Linked DNA regions of Mus musculus: region 2 is linked to region 1. Evidence: chromatin contacts called from public HiChIP or PLAC-seq data. All regions are on one chromosome and are shown on one strand. Each heading gives the region's core, a stretch centred on a gene start, on an enhancer-like site or on the middle of the called end of the contact. The rest is flanking DNA. Distances are from core to core; before and after follow the strand shown. Region 1 overlaps Wdr25 (WD repeat domain 25). Region 2 has its middle 15 kb from the start of Dlk1.

Region 1 (4,289 bases), core at 1,059-3,558:
GGTTGCAGCCTTGGCATACCGTTGATCGGGTTTCCCTTAAACAATTAAAATAGTCTCCTGGGCAGCCCTGGGAGTGGGCTGGGAAGTTGAGATGCCCCGTGATGGCTGTACCACAGCTGTGGGTGCCTTGTGTTGGTCTGACCACCAGTTCCTAGGAATACCAAGCACTGCCCTTGGTGCACCAGGAGAGGAACATGCATGCCGATGCAGTGGGATGTGCAGTGGGATATTCTGGCAATGGGTGGTTGTCAATATGTTGTGTGTGTCAGTCACTAGATCAGCTGTAAACATGGAGCTTCAATTACTTCTTCCACATCTCTGCAAGTGTGAGCATCTAAGCTAGGAGTCAGGAGAAGACAAGTGCCCCTTTGTCACGAACACATGTTGGGACTCGGGTGTTCTGTCTTCTTTGTTGTTTTTAGTATCTTCTCCTTGGGAAAACTGGGTCTCTGTGTAGTGCCTCATACCAAAATATCTAAGTGGAGAGCTACCAAAGGGCTAGGGCTTAGAAAATTAACTTTGTAAGAGTTTGTTTACATACAAGGAAATGCACCCACTCTCAGAATGCTGTGGTCTTGGTTTGACAGTATATACATTTGTGTAACTGTCACCACACCATCTGCTCTGGTCCCGAGTGTCTCTGGTGTCCTTTGTCAGTCAGTCTTCCTTTCAGCACCAGCCCCGGGAATACACAGCTGTTGTAGTATTTTCCATAAATGGAACCAGCCAACATGTAGTTCTTCCTTCCCCTTTTCCTCCCCCATTCCCTTCCTCCCTCCTTCCCTCTCCTCTCCTTCCCTCCTCCCACTTCACACCCTTCTCACTCCCCTTGCATCTTCTAGACAGGGTATGGCTGTTAGCCCAAGCTGCCTTAGAGCTTACTATATAGTACAGGAAGCTTTGAATTCATCCGGGACTATGTGCATGAGCCACTGTGCCCATGCATGAGCTACTGTGCCCATGCATGAGCCACCATGCCCATGAGCCACCATGCCCATGCATGAGCCACCAAGCCCATGAGCCACCAAGCCTGTGAGCCACCAAACCCATGAGCCACCGTGCCCATGCATGAGCCACCGTGCTCAGCCCAGATTTCTTCCTTGTAATAAAATACTTATGAGATTCATCTATAATGTTCATCATATACTCCTTTAGATTTTTATCATATTTATTCACACAAACACATGTGGAGTGTGTGTGTGTGTTTGCACATGCACATGACTAGGGTCAGAGGACAACTTTTAGCTTTCTAGGGTTGGTTCTCCCATTCTGTGTTCTAGGTGTCAAACTCAGGTTGTGAGGTTTGCAGCCAGGACCTTTACCTGCTGAGTCATCTCACTGGCCCTAAATTCCTTTTCATTGCTGAATAGTGTTCTATTGCATGAAAGTACTGTGACTTGCCATCCATTCTTTTGTTGATGGGCAGCTTCTTTGTTTCCAATCTGGGGCAATCACAGATCATACTTTTATGACCATGTATGTGGACAAATTCTGTTTTTCTTGGGCTCACATCCAGGAATGGAGCTGCTGTAGGTTGTGTGGTAGTTGCGTGCTCCGCTTCATATATGAGGGGCTCTGCTGATGGAATGGAGGCTAATGTTCTGGCTTCAGTAACTGAGAATGAGATGCTATGAGCTATGGGCAAGATGTGATGTGTCAAGGTTCATATTCCACCCATAGCCTTCAATCCATCAGCAGCTATGGGCAATCCTGTCCACAAACCACCCCTCAACGTGAGCCCCTCCTACCAACCCCTGATCAAAGGCAAGAACAGCCTGTTTGCCCTGACATGCCTTCCAGTATGTGTGTATATCCAGCAGCTTAGACAATGAAGATAGTGTCTCCATTCATTTGCACCCTGAGTCAATGAAGATGGTGACTTCCCTCAGTCCAGAGGTTGCAGTCATGTGCAGTTGGATCTTCCCAGTGTTCAAACCCTTCCCATGATGCATCCTAAGGCGTATTCAGGTTCCACCTGGCCTTCATCTCATCACCTGTGAAATCTAGGGAGTGTTTTCTGACTGCTGCTTTTCTCTCTGCTCCAGGAGTCTAGTGTCTCTGGCAAAGTGTTTTGGCGCTCTCTGCCAGTCCAGCCTTGTCAGTTTGCTTGCAGGGTTAGTTCAAATGCCACATAGTTCCTGACAGTGCCTGTGAACTACCAAGCACAGCTGGCTGTGTTACCACCTCCCCACTACCCTGCTGCTCTGATGAGCATTCTACCAGATAGCAGGCCCAGGGGCAGGAGACAGAAGGGGGTGGGGGTGTGTTCCCACCCTCGTAGATGGACACATGCTGTGTAGCCACTCCCCGGCTGTGAGTCACTGACTTACAGTCTTCTTGAGTGTGTCTGTTCCTCACAGCAGTTTGCTGCTCCTGTGTAGGAAGTATGTTTTAGACAATCAGAGTAAGCACCAGTGAGGTGCTTTGTGTACCCCAGTGAGCAGCAGGTGCCACATGGTGATTATGTGGCCACTGTTCCCATAATCAGTCATGGTAGATTCTGTTTGTATCCTTTGCCAAGTCTTGTGCCCACACTGGCCCAGGGTGGAGGTGTGAGGAAGCAGCTGAACCTGGGGAGTTCCTTGGTGGGTTGTTATGTCACATGTATTGGAGACAACTGTTTCAGCCTGCAGAAGTTGTGTAATGTCCAGGTGTAGGGCCAGTCTACTTCAAGGGAAACCAACCCCCTTGATGGCATGAACTGTTGGCTTATTGCTCTTTGGAGTCTCCCGCTTGACTCTTGCTTTGACAGTAAGCTCAGGTGGGCCACCTTCCCCCTCTGGGGAGCACTGCTGGACGTGCTCCTCCTCTCGCGGATGGGGGCTCTAGAGGCTGAGCCTTTCCCGGTTGTGTGCCTTGTAGGGCTGGCCTGAGCTGGTGAGCTTGCTCTCACTCACCGTGGGGCTGCTCAGTGGGGCTGCAGCTATGCACAGAGGCAGGAAGGTGGTTCTGCCGACCTTTGCTCTTCCTGGCTCTCCTGTCATCTGCCTCCATCATCTTACTGTGGACAGGCTTGTCATGTGGACTCATTTCCCCCTGACTCCCAGCATGGACCTGTTTACTCAAACATCATTTTTGGCTTCTTGTTTTTTTCCTTCACACTGCTTGCAACTTTGTACTTCACACATTGGCACCCCAGAGTTGGCCTTTCTGCCTTCTGTGCAACTATTAAAAGTGAAAAATAAATATAAAAGTCTTCACTGCCAGAGCATTAGGCACAGCCAAATGCCAAGGCACGTTTGTCACGCTCAGATGGCCCATGGTGCCCCCCCTCCCCCCCCCCCCCCCGCCTCTTGGGAGTCTCACTGCCTCCTTCCCCTTCTGTTCTCTCACCCAGGATCCTGCCTTGCTCTGCTGACCCTATGAGAGTGTCCTCTTCCCTCTCCTTCATGCCTCACTCCCCTCTGCCACTGCCTGCCCTGTAATGTGATAGTCTTCTTGGGGAGCCTTCAAATGGAGCTTTTAGAATTGTTGAGGGCTCTGTTGGAAAACAAAAAGGCCATTTCATTGGAAAGATGATGACCTTATTAACTATAATTAGGCAATTCACAGAGGTTTCCAATATAGTTCAGCATCTCTCCTTGCTGAAAGGGTGGGGGCTATGGTAATGTCTTTAGAAACATAATAGTCTTTACCACATTAACAGTCTTGTATCTGCTGGAAGGTTTGTCAGCCTGGTGTTTTCATTTAGAAGTGAGGTATAGTTTTGTAGCTGTTCGCATTAATGTAGTAATTTTGACATGTAATTTCAGACAACAATGTCAAGAGCTGTCTCCATAGCTGGAAGAGGATCGTGGATAGGGCTGTGGACATGTCCACATCTCTCAAATGAGCCTTGTGCTGTGCCCCAAGGCAGTCCGTGGCCCTGGCCTAGCCTCAGTGCTAAAGGCCACAGCATATGCTTAGATTCTCTTCTTGAGCTAATTGTTCAAGGATGTGCATATTTGAAATAATGGGAAGCTAAAGGATTTTGCATATACCAGCTTATGCTCTGAAGTCTCTCTAGGATCATTTAAAAAAAAATACTGTATTCCCCTGGATTGTGGGTCTGAACCTGGGAATAAACTGTGCTGCAGTGCTTGCCTGGTGTCAGTCTATAGCTGTACCTGCAGTGCTTGCCTGGTGTCAGTCTATAGCTGTACCTGTAGTGCTTGCCTGGTGTCAGTCTATAGCTGTACCTGTAGTGCTTGCCTGGTGTCAGTCTATAGTTGTACCTGCAGTGCTTGCCTGGTGTCAGTCTATAGTTGTACCTGCAGTGCTTGCCTGGTGTCAGTCTATAGCTGTACCTG
Region 2 (4,289 bases), core at 771-3,270, 510 kb after region 1:
ATCCCAAGGAGGCCAACTCTTGAAGGGTCCCAGTGTGTGATTTTCTCGTCTCTCAGTCTTCTGCCCTCTCTGATTTTTCTTTAAATAGCACAACAGCAGCAAAGCCAACCAGTTACTTCTCATTTTAAATTCTCACTCTGTCTCCAAATCCCAGCTGAAAGGCAAACTCCCTGGCCAGAGCACTCAGTCTCCACTCAAAGGCAACCCCCAGCCTTCACACGCTCCCTTCTGCCCCTATGCTGGACCCAGAGGGCCACGCACGGGAAATAGAAGGGATCATCTCCGGGCTTTGTAGATATGGCTGCAGCAGCAGAAGACATAAAGAGAGACTCAGGATCCTTCTCTGTCCTGTTCTCCACAACCACACCTGGCCCAGAGACACCCCTCCCCCCAGATTCCCACAGGTCAGTTACTGGCCCAGGCCTCTGGGTGGCACTACCAGTCCTAGGCTGGAGCAGTCCCTGCCTTGCCCCGCCCCGCCCTTTCCACACCTCTCGGGACTCTTCTCATATATCCCCCTGGGGTGGCAGCCAGGACCAGGCTTCCAGGAAGGGGAGAGCCCAAAATATCTCTTCTGTCCTGTTCAAAGTAGCCCCACGGCAGGCTGAGACCGATGTACATCCCACGTTCCCTAATTGGGGGTGGACGGGACAGAGGACCACTCTGGGAAAAGGCCCTTGTTTGTACAAGGAAGGGCCAAAGGTCTCAGATCCGTGTCACCGCAGAGTCTGTGTGAAAGTGGCGCTGGCCTTCAGAGAACCACATTAGGGAGAGCTTTATGTTTGTATAGGGAAGGACAAAGGTCTGGGAACGATGTTACCACAAGAGCTGAGCAAAGTGAGACTGTCCTTCACACATCGGGGTGGGCAGTGTGGGTGAAGAAGCCACTGGAGGAAGCAGGGCTTCGTTCTTTCCATGTTCACACAGAGAAACAGCCCCTGCCTGGGCCTCTGGCTCCCTTCCGCATCCTCACACACCCCTGAACGGGCCTCTTCTGTGCGCCCCTCCTGCTGAGGGGATGTAGAAGACCTTCACCGCCCTGACACCAGGGAGCCATTTGGCCAAGCCTGGCTGTACGGATGGGAAACTGTATGGAACAGGCCGTAGTCTGGACTGTGTCTCACGTAGCTGTCTGTTCTGCTCCCATGAGGGGTGAGAGCATCCAGCCACCTGGCTGCGTTTGCTGGGAACGGACGTCAGGAGCAGTGACTGGAAGGCAGGGGGCCTAGTTGGGGAGGGAGGAACTCTGCAGGCTTGAGGCACCTTCCACCCCATATGACTGCCCAAAAAAAATACCTTGCTCGGGAGAACAAGGACCCCTCTCACATCCCCCACGTTTTAGACGGCCCATTACCACAGTTACAGACTCCTGGCTGTCTTTGGGTCCCCTCTCCTCATACACAGCTGACTCTGCCAGCTTCCTCTGCCCGGCCCCCACACTGCCAAGGCTGATAGGATTGGGCCACGGGGAGGAGTGAACCCCCAGAACTATCCGTCAGAATGCCTGGACAATCAATGCCTGGGAACGTCTGTGCTTCCAAAAATTTGTTATCGGTCTTCCTCTTGGGCCTCCTGAGCAGCCTGTATTGAGGAAGTTTGGAACAAGCAGTATGGTTCCTGGGACATGAGTTATGACAAGCCTGTGGCTTCGTGACTGGAAGGACTGGGGCCCTGGAGGGATTTATCACTCTGAAGAGAACCTTCAGAGGGCTTCATTAGGCTGAAAACGATAATGAATAGGCTCCCCTTGCCTGCATTCATTCACAACGGCTCTCCTCTTATCTGTTCCCTACAGGAGCCACTCTCTGAGGAAATGCAGACATCCCGGGGATGAACTGGTAACTGCTGCAGAGTAGGCGCCTTCCAGCCCTCTTCCTCCTCCACGTTGGCGAGGCGAGGCCAGGAGACCCGCCGGCAGGGGGCGCAGCCAGCTCGCCGAGAGCAGGGGCGCTAGGCGGGGCAGGTGTGCTGCCCGGGGAGCCAGCGGGACCCAGGGTGGTAGAAAAGTTGAGGCACGCAAAGGGGGAGTAGGGCGAGCCTTCTGGGGCCTTCAGGCCTGCACTGCCTTCCAGATAACCACATCCGGCCATGTATGGATATAAGCCAGATGCCGCCATCTCCCCCACTCTGTTTCTTTTTCTTTTAGAAGTGGTTTAAAGAGTAACACTGACTCTCTTCCGCACGACACTTTAAGGAGTGAATCCTCCTTCCACCCCAGTCCCCGCCCACTCAGCAGAGGTGAATGCAGTAACAGTTTCTTGTGTGATCTTCCTGAAACATCTATGTCTGTGTAAACATATACATAGAAAAGTGGATCTGGTACGTTCCCTTTCACACTACATAAATGAGTTCATTATATACACACTGTTCTGTCTGGAGCCTTTCTTTCTTTCTTTCTTTCTTTCTTTCTTTCTTTCTTTCTTTCTTTCTTTCTTTCTTTCTTTCTTTTTTTTTTTAAATCTTACCACTACTCATCTTGGGGATATGTGAATGTATTTTCCCTGTCTGTGTTAAACGGAACAGACGCAGGAGTGGGAGGGGGACTTGCTAAGGAGGAGAACTGCCTTTAAACTTCTACTTCTGTGTCTCTCCTCTATCTTCCCTACTCCAGCCACGCCCCACAGCACCCCACTCCTCTTCCTCTACCCCATCTCTGCCCCTTGGCCTTTCAGCTGTCGCCATGCCCTTCTTCCACCATGGCTGCCACGGTGACCGCTGGGGCTTCTTAAGGCTCTGACCTTGTAGCTTCACTTCTTGGAACCTGCCTGAGCTTTTCCTGTGGCAATGCCCAGTAAGGTCATGTTGGGGACCCCTCCAAGCTTCACCTCCTTAGGGACAGCTGCTCCCCTCACTCTTCTGAGACTCAGCTCCCAAAATAGCCAGGCGCCCGGGTGCCTGGCCTGCCCTGGCTGGGCTTCCTCCTGTTGCCGGGAAGACCTCCCCCTCCCCTGAATTGGCACACTCCTTTGAACCTATCAAGGCCCATCTCTACCTCCACTGGGATGTCTTCCAAAGGCCCTGCTGGGGCCTAGTGGCTCTCCTGGGGCCCAGCTAGAGTAGCTCACACAGTCTGACCTGACCTGCGTACTCTGTCCGTCTCGGGGCTGTTGCCCAGGGCTGGGGACTCTACTTCAGTTGTTGTGGCCTGTTCTTCCCCGCATACATTTTCCTTCCACTAGGCATGTAGCAGACTAGAATGTGCTTACAAGGTCTGCTCCACGTTGCTCCCACTTCAAAGGCCCAGTAACAAGGTTAGAGAGGGGCCAAGAAGGGTGTCCAGCGTGCTAGTGTCTATCTATGTTTCCTTAGCTCTGAGACATGAAACTCTAGACACGATCCTCTTTTCAAAACTCTTGTTTCTTCCTCCAATATGGGAGCTGAAGTCCACACTCAGGCTATCAGTTCAGACACTCTTTAGAGCCTTCCAGACTTGCCAGTGGCATTCCCAGTGCTGAGCAGTGGCTTTACCAGCGAGCATGCCAAATGAGCTCTATTCTTCTCTAGGCTCTGCATAAACGGCCAAGCTGGAACTTGTTGGGATCTTTTGTCCAGGCCAGACTCTACAGGACACACTTGTGTCCTGACAAGTGGCAGAAGTGAACAAGTAAACAACAGGGATTGAATTCTGGGGCGGAGGCAAGTGGCCACATGGGACATGAGCCTCTCAGTGTCTGGGGCAGCACAGGAGGAAGACCCCAGGGAAGACAAGAAGGGACAGAGGGACATCTGACCTTGCCCTAGTGGACACCAGTTTACGGTGGGCTTTATTGTAACTGTCTCCAAGGTCAGAGGAGATATTAAGGCTCTGGGCAGGAGTGCAGAATTGTGCCAGGCCCAACACTGGGATCCACAGGCTCCTTCTCCACTCGCCCATGGACTCCTATGGCCAGTTCCCAGGTTGACACTCCCGGACCCTCTTTGAATTTGTTCCATGGATGATGCTGTTGATCCCACGGTCAGATCTGTCCTCTGTGCTGGTTTGCCCTGCCTTCCTAGTATGGCTATCAAGAGCTTCTCAGTGTCCTTTCTGAGAGAGAGCCACCACAGATGTTTCCACAAAGTCGGGGCCAGGGAACACACGGATGCCCCCATCTGTGTCTGCAAAGCCCTCCCTGCCTGCTCTGTCTCGACAAGTGGGGGTTGGGGGCTGAGAGACCTGGGGGGGAGGGGAGACAGGCAGATGTGGAACCTGGGAACACGGCCAAGGCTTTGTTCCGGACAGTCTTCTCTATCATAAGCAGAACTAAGGAGCAGACAGGAGCAGAGAAGCTCCGAGATAATTTGGGGCT

The links. HiChIP or PLAC-seq counts read pairs in DNA pulled down with a chosen protein or histone mark.
Region 2: an H3K27ac HiChIP or PLAC-seq map of T-cell acute lymphoblastic leukemia shows a contact between it and region 1, with 4 times the contacts expected there. The contact joins two enhancer-like sites. A contact is called at or near these places in 2 of 39 promoter capture datasets (the C10 cell line and hippocampal neurons), 1 of 15 datasets of contacts at CTCF or cohesin (the NIH/3T3 cell line), 1 of 484 Hi-C or Micro-C datasets (the N1E-115 cell line) and 7 of 115 datasets of contacts at active chromatin or transcription factors (T-cell acute lymphoblastic leukemia, craniofacial prominence, embryonic basal ganglia and 4 more).

The regions. Positions count from the first base shown.
Region 1 is chr12:108,928,948-108,933,236 of GRCm38.p6, forward strand. The region is part of intron 2 of Wdr25 (WD repeat domain 25); the gene reads left to right. Among named protein-coding and RNA genes, the nearest start is that of Wdr25, 37 kb to the left of the region's middle. Within about 2 kb of position 2,309, at least 27 of the 459 cell types and tissues checked have an H3K27ac peak or open chromatin away from gene starts, as enhancers often do. A contact at or near this core is called in T-cell acute lymphoblastic leukemia, where this site is marked.
Region 2 is chr12:109,435,996-109,440,284 of GRCm38.p6, forward strand. No RefSeq gene overlaps it. Among named protein-coding and RNA genes, the nearest start is that of Dlk1, 15 kb to the right of the region's middle. Within about 2 kb of position 2,021, at least 78 of the 459 cell types and tissues checked have an H3K27ac peak or open chromatin away from gene starts, as enhancers often do. A contact at or near this core is called in T-cell acute lymphoblastic leukemia, where this site is marked.